Regions from separate parts of the Pan troglodytes genome. Here region 2 is linked to region 1. The links are chromatin contacts, called in public Hi-C maps. All regions are on one chromosome and are shown on one strand. The core of a region is the stretch at or near the end of the contact, and the rest is flanking DNA. Distances in the headings are between cores, read along the strand shown. Region 1 holds the start of LIN28A (lin-28 homolog A). Region 2 holds the start of PDIK1L (PDLIM1 interacting kinase 1 like).

Region 1 (4,829 bases), core at 672-3,171:
GAAGGGCCATAGGCAGCAAGCAACTTCCTTTCCATGGTCTTTATGGGTAGCTGGTGGCCCAGGACCACCGGAATGCCTCTAGGATATTCAGGAAGGGGAAGCCTGGGAGGAGGGAGACCTGAAGTCTCTGGCTCCTTGTTTGAGGCCAGGAATGTTAAGACAGCAATCAATGGCTGTCTGGGGCCATAAATGCCAAGCGGAGAATAGGACCAGAGGCCAGCCTCCCTTCACCCCCTGCCCTGCGACACTGAATTTCACCCCCTACTGTGCTGCCCTGCTTTAACTGAGAACTTGGGGTTGTGACCTACCAACTTCCCTCCCAGCCTGGCCCAGGAATGTAAGGAAGGCCTGGGCTCTTTGGGTTTTCCTTCCTCACGGGAACTGGACAGCAAAGACCCCAGTCCTGAGCTTTCAAGCCCCCACAGGGATCCTTCAGGGATCTGCCAAACCCAGTTTTTAGTGACCAGCCAGGTGAGGTCTGCATTAAAAAGGGGATGAGGCTGACTTCTCGGCTTTATGCCCCTTGGGTCCAGTAGCCAGTTGCCCTCACTCTCTCCCGCCTTCTGAGCTCCATTCAGACGTTGGAGGAGCTGGGCTCCCGGCTCAGGCCCGGCATGTGCTTCCCTGGCCGGCCTGCTCGCCCTCCCCCCACCGGCAAGCACAATACAACCTTAGTTTCTGCCACATGGGGTCACCTCCCTGCCCCCTGCCCCTTCCCAGGGGAAAGAGGTAATAGACACGTGGTAAGCCGGAGGGGTTCCCGGAAGGGGGCGGGGGTGCTGATAATTGGTGCTGCCTCCCACTACTCCCCCACGAGATAGTTAACAGGGACTCAGAATTGGGGTGCCGAAGCAAAGACAGGGACGTATAATGAGGGCTCCCGATGGCCCTCAATTCAACTGCGAGCCCGGAGCCCACCCGTGGATATGGGCGCCTAGACGCCCTTCCCTGGGCAAAGTTACCGGAATCAGTCTCACCTGGTGCACAAAGACATCCACTGGGGGGTCGAGCGCGACCCCGGCGCGGGCGGTCATGGACAGGAAGCCGAACCCCATGCGCACGTTGAACCACTTACAGATGCCCGCACCGTGCAGCAGCTGAGGCTCGTCCGCCGCCCGGGCCGCGTCCTCCGGCGCCTCCTCGGGCGCCTCTTCTGCCGCCTTGGCGCAGCCACCTGGAGAGAGGGAGGGCCGGGCACTTAGCTGGGGGGCACGGGATCAGAGGGCCGTCTCGGGCCCCAGGCAGGGAGACCCGAGTGTCCAGCCCCACAAGTGGACAGCCAGGAGGGGTCAGCTACCAAGCAACAGAAGAGAAGAAACCTATCCCGGTCGCCTCCCGCGTTCCCCTAGCGTACACCGGGACAGCAGTGCCCCGAAAGTTTTGCTCCTCTTCCCACAACGCGTTTCCCAGAGACTCACGGCGGGACAAGCCTCTCCCCTCCATCCACCCACGTAGTCTGGCGCGCACGCCACTGGGACACCAAGGTTCCTTGCCCCAGAGACGGCCCTATGAAGCAGAAGGCCGCACCGTCTTGGGGTCCTTTGGGCAGCATAGGACTCAGTTCCCCACCTCCCTTCTACGTGGCTCCTGGCCGCCCCTGAATCCTAAAGTGTCCCCGCTAAGTCCCGAGCTCGAACCTGCAAACTGCTGGTTGGACACGGAGCCCATGGTCGTCGGCTGAGCCCGTGGCCCCGGGCCCCTGGTCGGGTGGCTGCTGGCCCCGGAGAAGTCCGAAGGCAAAGGGTTGGTCCGGAGCAGAAGCTGCTACATCTTCCCCCGCACAATAGCGGTGGGAGGGCCCACGGCTTTTCAAAGGCTCCCAAATTCTAAAAGACAATGACCCAACCCCCCGCGGGCAGCCCCCTCCCCTCCCCTCCCTCTCCTTTCCCCTCCCTTTCCCTCCGGCTCCAGCTCCGGCCCTCCCCCACCACTCCGGTCTCTGACACCTCTGGGGTGTCCCTTCTCAGAACCTTGAGGTTTGACACCCCCTCCCCACACGCACATCTGGAGATGGGTCTGTCTGCCCTAGAAGACTTGAGTACCCCAGAATTTGGGATCCTGCACTTTGGACTCAGTAGGGATCCCCAAAGCAGATACAGGTGGGGGACCTGGTGGGGGGGGTAGTTTTAAAACCACGTGACTGCACACACATACACCACCCCCACCCCCCGCGCAGATAATTATACATTCCAGAGAGTTGGGGGAGGGAGGTGTGAGCCTGGCGGCGCTGGCCAATCAGAAACACAAACCACCTGTCAAGGGAGAAATGAATGGGCCCTCCCCCTCCCCCAGCCCTTGAGCGCCCCTCCCCCTCTCTTCCCCCTCAGGCCTCTGAGCTGACCCGGCTGCTTGGAGCTGACCCGCTCTCACCCCCCACCCCCGTGTGCTTAGATAGACCTGGAGTTCTGGACACTGGGAAGCCCGGGATGGGGGAGCAGGGGAGAGGCTGGGGACACACAGGGCTGATCTGTCCTGACCAAAGCGCTGCCTTCCAAAGTCTGTCTGCCTCTGACTACATCTGAATGTCTGCCTCCCAGAGTTTCTGACTCAGAGTTTTTCTGGGCCTCCCCCAGTTAGAAAAGAGAAAGTGCTCTTAATTGATTCTTTGTAAAGAATTCTTCCTTCTTTCCTCCCTCCAAACCTGTGTGTCTAAAGTTAGCCCCAGGTAAGCTCCCAGGAGAGCAGGAGGAATCCAAAGAGTCTTGAAGCTGTTTCTCCACCAGCTGCCTTCTCGTCCTACCCCCATCCCATCCCCATCCACTGCTGAGAGAGGGACTGGGTGGGCTGGTGGGTAGAGGTACTTCCTCTCTACTCTTCACACTCTTAGATTCCTAGGCCCTCCTTGTTTCAGAGTAACCACCCTAAAATGCGCTCCCATTCCATAGTGGGGTTGGTGGAGGAACAGGACTGGGGGGCCTCCTCATTTGAAGAGGTAACCTCCCCTTCTAGGAGATAAAGACGGCTGGCTAGTGGGGGTGGCTACTGCCCTGGTCGGAGATGGACAATGGCCCGGGTCTCAGTGCACGGCCCTGGCCCTGCCCCTTCACTTCCGGTGTTCAGTTCAAACTGGACAATGCCAGCTCCGGCCAGTTCCCCTCCCCCACCACTACAACCCATTTAAAGGGACAGAGCCTGCTTTCGGGGGCATCCGCTTGCTCTGAATTCAATCTTCTCCACCGAGTGTGCAGAACCTTTTGGAATTCTCACGCTGTGGCTCTGTGTGTGTGTTTGTGTGTGTGTGTGTGTGTGCACGCGCGGATGTGGGCACATGTGTATTTCAGAGAGACCGGATGAGTGGGGGTAGGGAAGGGGAAGATGGGGAGGAAAGCAAGAGACTGCAGAAGTTATTTCCCTTTCTCTCCTACGGGGTGCTCTCCAAGAAATGAAAACTTGAGCGTAAGGAATGGGAGGTGGGACTTCGTGGGGTAAAAAGGACAAGAGTGGCCCTTTGCTGCTCCGCCTAAAAAATACATATCGTTAACAAATATTATTAGCAGTGCCCGACTCCCAACTGAGGACTCTAATTTAGAATTATCAAGAGTTCTCCTAGTACATCAGCCAAAGCCATTTTTATTTACATAATTCTCCCCTCCCAAAAGTCTTATCTCCCGCTGTTAGTGGCACACTTAAAATATATTCGCTCCGTGTACCTCTGTTCCTAAGACTCAGGAGCAAGTGGCTGAGGTCTGGCTGAAGAAAAGGGAGGGAAAGGGGAGTTGAACGCTCTGGCTTCTCTAGGTGGGTTCTCAAGTGATGCGAATTCGGTTCCCCGGGAATGCGCGGCCTGCTTCTCTGTCCAGGGTACTGAGGGCTCCAGTAGCTCTGTCCACGGTGCTGAATTGAGTCACGCTGTCTTGGTTCCCAGCTCACAGTTTTGAGAATAACTTCTTGAGTTCCCACCTCCAAGTCTTTCCCAGAAAACCTGATTTTTCTCAATGCCGGTTCCCGCTGTGGTAACACTGACACATTTCAGATGAATGAAGACACTTTTTTTGGGGGACGGAGTCTTGCTGTGTTACCCAGGCTGGAGTGCAGTGGCACGATATCTGCTCACAGCAATGTCCGCCTCCTGGGTTCAAGCAATTCTCGTGCCTCAGCCTCCCGAGTAGCTGGGATTACAGGCACATGCTACCACGCCCGTCCAATTTTTGTATTTTTATAGAGACGGGGTTTTACCATGTTGGCCAGGCTGGTCTTGAACTCCTGACCTCAAGTGATCTGCCCGCCTCAGCCTCCCAAAGTGCTGGGATTATAGGTGTGAGTCACCGCACCCGGCCTAAGATACTTTTTTTGAATGCTAAAGAGATGGCACTTTCGACCGGGCATGGTGGCTCACGCCTGTAATCCCAGCATTTTGGGGGGTCAAGGTGGGAGGATTGCTTGAGGCCAGAAGTTTGAGACCAGCCTGGGCAACATGACGAAACCCCATCTCTAAAAAAAATACAAAAATTAACCGGATGTGGTGGCGCATGCCAGCTACTTGAGAGGCTGAGGTGGGAGGATCACTTGAGCCCAGGAGGCTGAGGTTGCAGTGAGGAGATAGTGCCATTGCACTCCAGCGTGGGTGACAGACTCACCCAGGCCTTGTCTCAAAGAGAGAGAGAGAGAGAGATTTCCAGTAGTATATGATTTTGTGAGAGAGATGCAGGTATCTCAAACTCCTCTTCAGAAAAATGGGAAACCTACTTCCCATAATATGGCTGTAAAGGGTTAGGAAAGAAGAGATAATATTTTTTGAGTCAAAGAAGACCAAAGTAGAAGAAAAACTAATATCTGTTTTTAATTTTCTTTTCTTTTTCTTTTCTTTTTTTCTTTTTTTTTTTTTTGAG
Region 2 (4,829 bases), core at 1,458-3,957, 300 kb after region 1:
ACTGCTTGAAAATGTCACTGTTAAAAATACACCCCCAAAATTCAGCATTCTTATTTACTGATCAGGAAAAAACCAGCAAGCAAGCAAAATCCCAGCTTCTCCTTCAGGCTGACACACACATAATGGTCATAAAACAGCAAAAACAAAACCCCCTCACAGTTAGAAATACAAACACCTGGCTTATGCTTAAGGCCTGAAAGTGAACCAAATCATTTATAGAACTGAAAATGTTTGTTTTCATTATGTAAAAGTAAGTGGCCAAACTCTATCTATTCATATTTTAATTTTGTCTCTTATGTCATCTCCTTATTTCTTACAAAATAATGAAAATAAAGTTTGTGGAAAAGAAACGTTTCTTTTTTTTTTTTTTTTAGACGGAGTCTCGCTCTCTCGCTCTGTCTCCCAGGCTGGAGTGCAATGACTTGATCTCGGCTCACTGCAAGCTCCGCCTCCCAGGTTCACGCCATTCTCCTGCCTCAGCCTCCCGAGTAGCTGGGACTATAGGCGCCCGCCACCACACCCGGCTAATTTTTTTGTATTTTTTAGTAGAGACGGGGTTTCACTGTGTTAGCCAGGATGGTCTCGATCACCTGACCTCGTGATCCACCCGCCTCGGCCTCCCAAAGTGCTGGGATTACGGGCGTGAGCCACCGCGCCCGGCCAGAAACATTTACTTAAAAATAAAGTAAGCTACTTGGATACTTAGAATACAGTTACCTTTTTGTAGTCATTTAACAATAGCTATTTTAAAATTTTTATGTTTCCTTTTTCCTAATCATAAGACAGCTGGAGTAAACAATATCTATTTAGTTCTAGGTCATTTTTGCCAACAAAGATCCTGCATATCAAGGGGCTCTCTGACAGAGTTCTTGGGAATTCAACTTACTGAACGGTTTAAAGGCGAGGGCAAAGGCCCTGCACAGAAATGCTCATGTGTTGAATGGAGAAAGTCTAAAGTGGGCTTCCTCAGTGCCCAAAGCATTTCTAGATTATAACCAACTTCATGAACGAATTCTCATTTGTAGATTGTGACCACGGGCTAGAAAAGTAACCTGAGATTGTACAATATTTATTCTGTACAGCTGGGGAAGCAAAAGGCTACTGACCCTAGAGCCTGAGAAGTTGGGATCCACTACTTCAAGTCTACAGGATAGATTTAATAAAAAGAAATGACTTCTGAGATTGTGTTCAGTCCCACTTCCTCTAACTGGACACCCACCCTTCAAATCGCTACTGAATTTCCTAGTGTCTAATTTCCTGCCACAGAATCCTCTGCGCCGGCTGCACAGCAGACGAGCTTTCCTGCTCTACGGGGATCGCCAATCACATCCACTCAAGGTGGTTCGTGTCTCTGAAGCAGTGCCATGTCCTCTCCAGCCTGGTACAGTCCCCATGGGGAAGAGCACCTTCCTGAATAGGGAGGAGAGGGGTGTTTATGAAACCCGTGGGATCCCGGATCCAATGATGCATCCGGTGCGAACCTAAGTGACTTTCGACCGAAAGTGGCGGGCCCTCGCTCCCGCTGCTCTAACCAGGCGCTGGGACGCGAGCCGGCCAGGCCAGACACCTGCCGGCGCCCGGGAAGGGCCAGTCGCGGCCAGAGGTGTTGCCCGACGCGGCGGCTCAGGCCGCGCTCATTGGCCAAGTGTCAGGCCCTCCCCCTCCTCGGCCGTGCTCAGATGAAGCCCGGAGGGGAGCCTCCCGAGCCCCTTCGCTCTGAGGAGCCAGCCCTGCAGTTGCCTCAACTCCTCGGGGCTGGGGGCTGAGGGCCGGGGGGAGGTGGCCCCGGTATGAGAGGAGGCCGCGACTGGGGTCGGTGGCCTGAGGAGCGCAGGGCCTTCCCCAGGATGACTCCGCTGACAGGTCTGTGACAAGCCTCCCAGGGAGGGAGGCACATGCAGGGCCGTCGGCTCTGCAGCAAGACCTCTCCGCCACGCCGAAGGGCCAGATTTACCTCAGGGTAGACGCTGCCGCTTCTCCCTCTCATGGGCTCTGCAGGCCGCCATTATCGGGCAGCTCGCGCCTCCGCTGCCGCCGCCTCCAGTCAGCAGCCGGCGCGCGCCCCCGTGGTGCGCGCGGACACACCCCCTTACGCCGACGGCCCCGCCCCCCTCCGGCTTTCCGTAGCGCGAGCCGGGACGTTCCGCGCCACCGACGAGGCGCGCGGCCGGCGCTCCGCTCGCCTCCTCCCTCTCTCGAGGATTTGCGGAGCCGGGAGTCGTCGGAGGTGTGCGCGCTCCGGAGCGCACCACTGGTGCTGCTCCCCGCAGGGGTGGCCGGGCTCGGGAACCGCGAGGCCACGCCACGCCGGGGCTCGGCCACCCTCCAGCCGCAGCGGGCGCTCAGGGCCCGCGGCCCCGGGGACGGTCTGCAGCGGCAGGTCCGGGCCTGGGGCTGCGCGCGCCCGGCGGCGGCCTCCCCTCCCCCTACCCGCCCCCTTCCGACCTACCGAGCTGCGGGCTGGGGTGCGGGGCTCGCTGGGGTGGAACGCCCGGTGCATCTTCTGCGCGGGTCTCGGGTGCCTGCGGGGCGCGGTGCTCTTTGGCGGGCCCGCGGGGAGGTGCGGCCCGACCAAGGAGGCCTGGCGTCCGCCCCGCCGGGAGGGAGACTGCAGCTTTTGTCCGAGTCACTGAGCCATGTTTGCGGGCGGTGCAGTTGCCGAGACGGCGGCGGCGGCGGCGGCGCGGGGCTGGGTGCGATCATCTGGGAGGATGCCGTCCCCTGCCCCGTCGGCGCGGTGGTATCTCCCTTAAAGAGGCCGGCGCCTCATTGTTCCCCGGCCGCGGCCGCAGGGAGCCAGGGCCACCTCCTCGGCGTGGGGAGTGAGGGCGCGGCGGCGCCTGCACCTGGCTGCGGCGCCCGCAGCGCCCCCCCCACCGAGGCTCCTGGTGGAGGGTTGGTCTGCAGTCGGCGCAGGGGAGAGGCCTTGGTCCGAGCCAGGATCCACCGCGCTCCTGCCGCTCTCGGGGCTGGACAGTCAATGGGGTCCCCGCCGCTGCTGCAGTCACTCGGCTGCCACACGCTGTTAGTCAGATCCCGCACGCTGTTGGCCCCACAGCCAGCCCGGGGTCACTTAGGACCGCATTCGTCAGTCATCCAGTTGTTAGATCAGTAAGCATCCGCCAGAAAAGTCCATTCCTTCTTACTCGATTTATTCTGCACCCATTACTTCTCAGCAGGGTGATGATTCCTCCTCCCAGCGCTCGCTCTATAAGGCACGATGTACAAAGAATCCCTGTCGCTGTGCTCAAAGATCAACCCATTTTATTTTCTGTCCTTTATGCCCCTTCTCCCGAGAGTCTGGCACTGGGTTAGGTCTTTATATAAATGATCTTGCTTAATCCTAACCAAACCCCACAAGAGTAGGTTTTATTATCCTGTTTTTACAGGTGAGGAAACACCTCTGCCTCTTCTCACTGAAGTGTCTGTTTTGAGATGTGTCTACCTTGAATACCCATTCCTGGTGTAACACACCCTCCCCTTAAAAAAAAAAAAACAACAACCGTTCTGTAATCTGTTCAGATTTTTGTCCTGAGTGCCATCCAAGTGTCAAGTCTTCAGCTGTTTGCTGGAAACACTGGTGTCAGCCAAGACTTATTTCCCGCCCTCAAAAGTAGAGGGAAAATATAGAAGGCTCTGCGTAGACAGCTAACTACCTGTGTGGGTTATTGATCCGAATCAGGGGAGGGACCTCTCTCTCGATCAAAGTAGCGTTTTCATTTTGTCTCAGTCATTAAATATCATAGGAACCCTTGCTCTTAAGTCAGCTGCAGATGAGATTTGAAATCCACTCTCGCCCCCAGTTTAGGCTCACTGTTAAGTCTGTGAGGGGGGTTTAGATCTTGTGGGACCTGAAACTTAAATAATTTGGGGTGTCCTCCTGAGGAAAAATGTTATAAAATGGCCCTGTGAACACATATCTGGAACACTGGAAAGGGTCCCTATAAGTAAAGGACTCTGAAGCTTAAGATTCATTAGTTTCAAGGTAAATCTGCCTCCTGCTTATTATGTTACGTCGTTTTTTTTAGCCTGTAGGCCTCCTGGAGGACTGAGAATTCCTAGGGGCAGGAACCTTGTCTGTGATTCATCTCTGCAGCCTCCTCAATCTGATATGGTATCAAAATACACCTAAGGCTAGCATTCTCATACATAGCTGGTGGGAAGACAAAGTGATATAACAGTTAACAAGGAAATTTGGCAATATATAGCAATATTATTTGATCCAGTAACCCTAGATCAAGTACTAGATTTCGAGGAATCTATCCTAGTAATATACTGGCAAACACACACACACAAAACAACAAACCTGTATGTACAGGGCTGTTCATTATGGCATTAATGAATAGCAAAAGATTGGAAACTGCTCACATGTCTAATGATAAAGAACTGGTTGAATAAATTATAGTACATACACAGGATAAAGTACTATGCAGCCATGAAAAGCTATGTGGAAGAGGCCTGGCATGGTGGCTCACACCTGTAATCCTAGCACTTTGGGAGGCCGAGGTGGGCGGATCACTTGAGGTCAGGAGATCAAGACCAGCCTGGCCAATGTGGTGAAACCCTGTCTCTACTAAAAATACAAAAATTAGGCGGGTGTGGTGGCACTTGCCTGTAGTCCCAGGTACTTGGGAGGCTGAGGCAGGAGAATCTCTTGAACCTGGGAGGCGGAGGTTGCAGTGAGCCGAGGTCAAGCCACTGCGCCCCAGCTTGGGCGACAGAGCAAGACTCTGTCTCAAAAAAAGAAAAAAACAGAGCAAGACTCTATCTCAAAAAAAAAAAAAAAGATGTGGAAGATTTCTTATATATACTAATAAACATATACTAAT

What was found. A called contact is a pair of places that touch in the nucleus more often than the background predicts.
Region 2: a Hi-C map of stem cell-derived neural progenitor cells shows a contact between it and region 1, with 2.5 times the contacts expected there. The contact joins the promoter of PDIK1L here to the promoter of LIN28A in region 1. A contact is called at or near these places in 1 of 7 Hi-C or Micro-C datasets (stem cell-derived neural progenitor cells) and 1 of 1 datasets of contacts at active chromatin or transcription factors (stem cell-derived excitatory neurons).

The regions. Positions count from the first base shown.
Region 1 is chr1:204,557,723-204,562,551 of NHGRI_mPanTro3-v2.0_pri, forward strand. It overlaps LIN28A (lin-28 homolog A), which reads right to left and starts at 1,922. Exons shown (of 4, transcript XM_016956893.4): 1 at 1,638-1,922; 2 at 978-1,174. The coding sequence starts at 1,668.
Region 2 is chr1:204,856,157-204,860,985 of NHGRI_mPanTro3-v2.0_pri, forward strand. PDIK1L (PDLIM1 interacting kinase 1 like) reads right to left here and starts at 2,708. Exons shown (of 3, transcript XM_001137143.7): 1 at 2,450-2,708.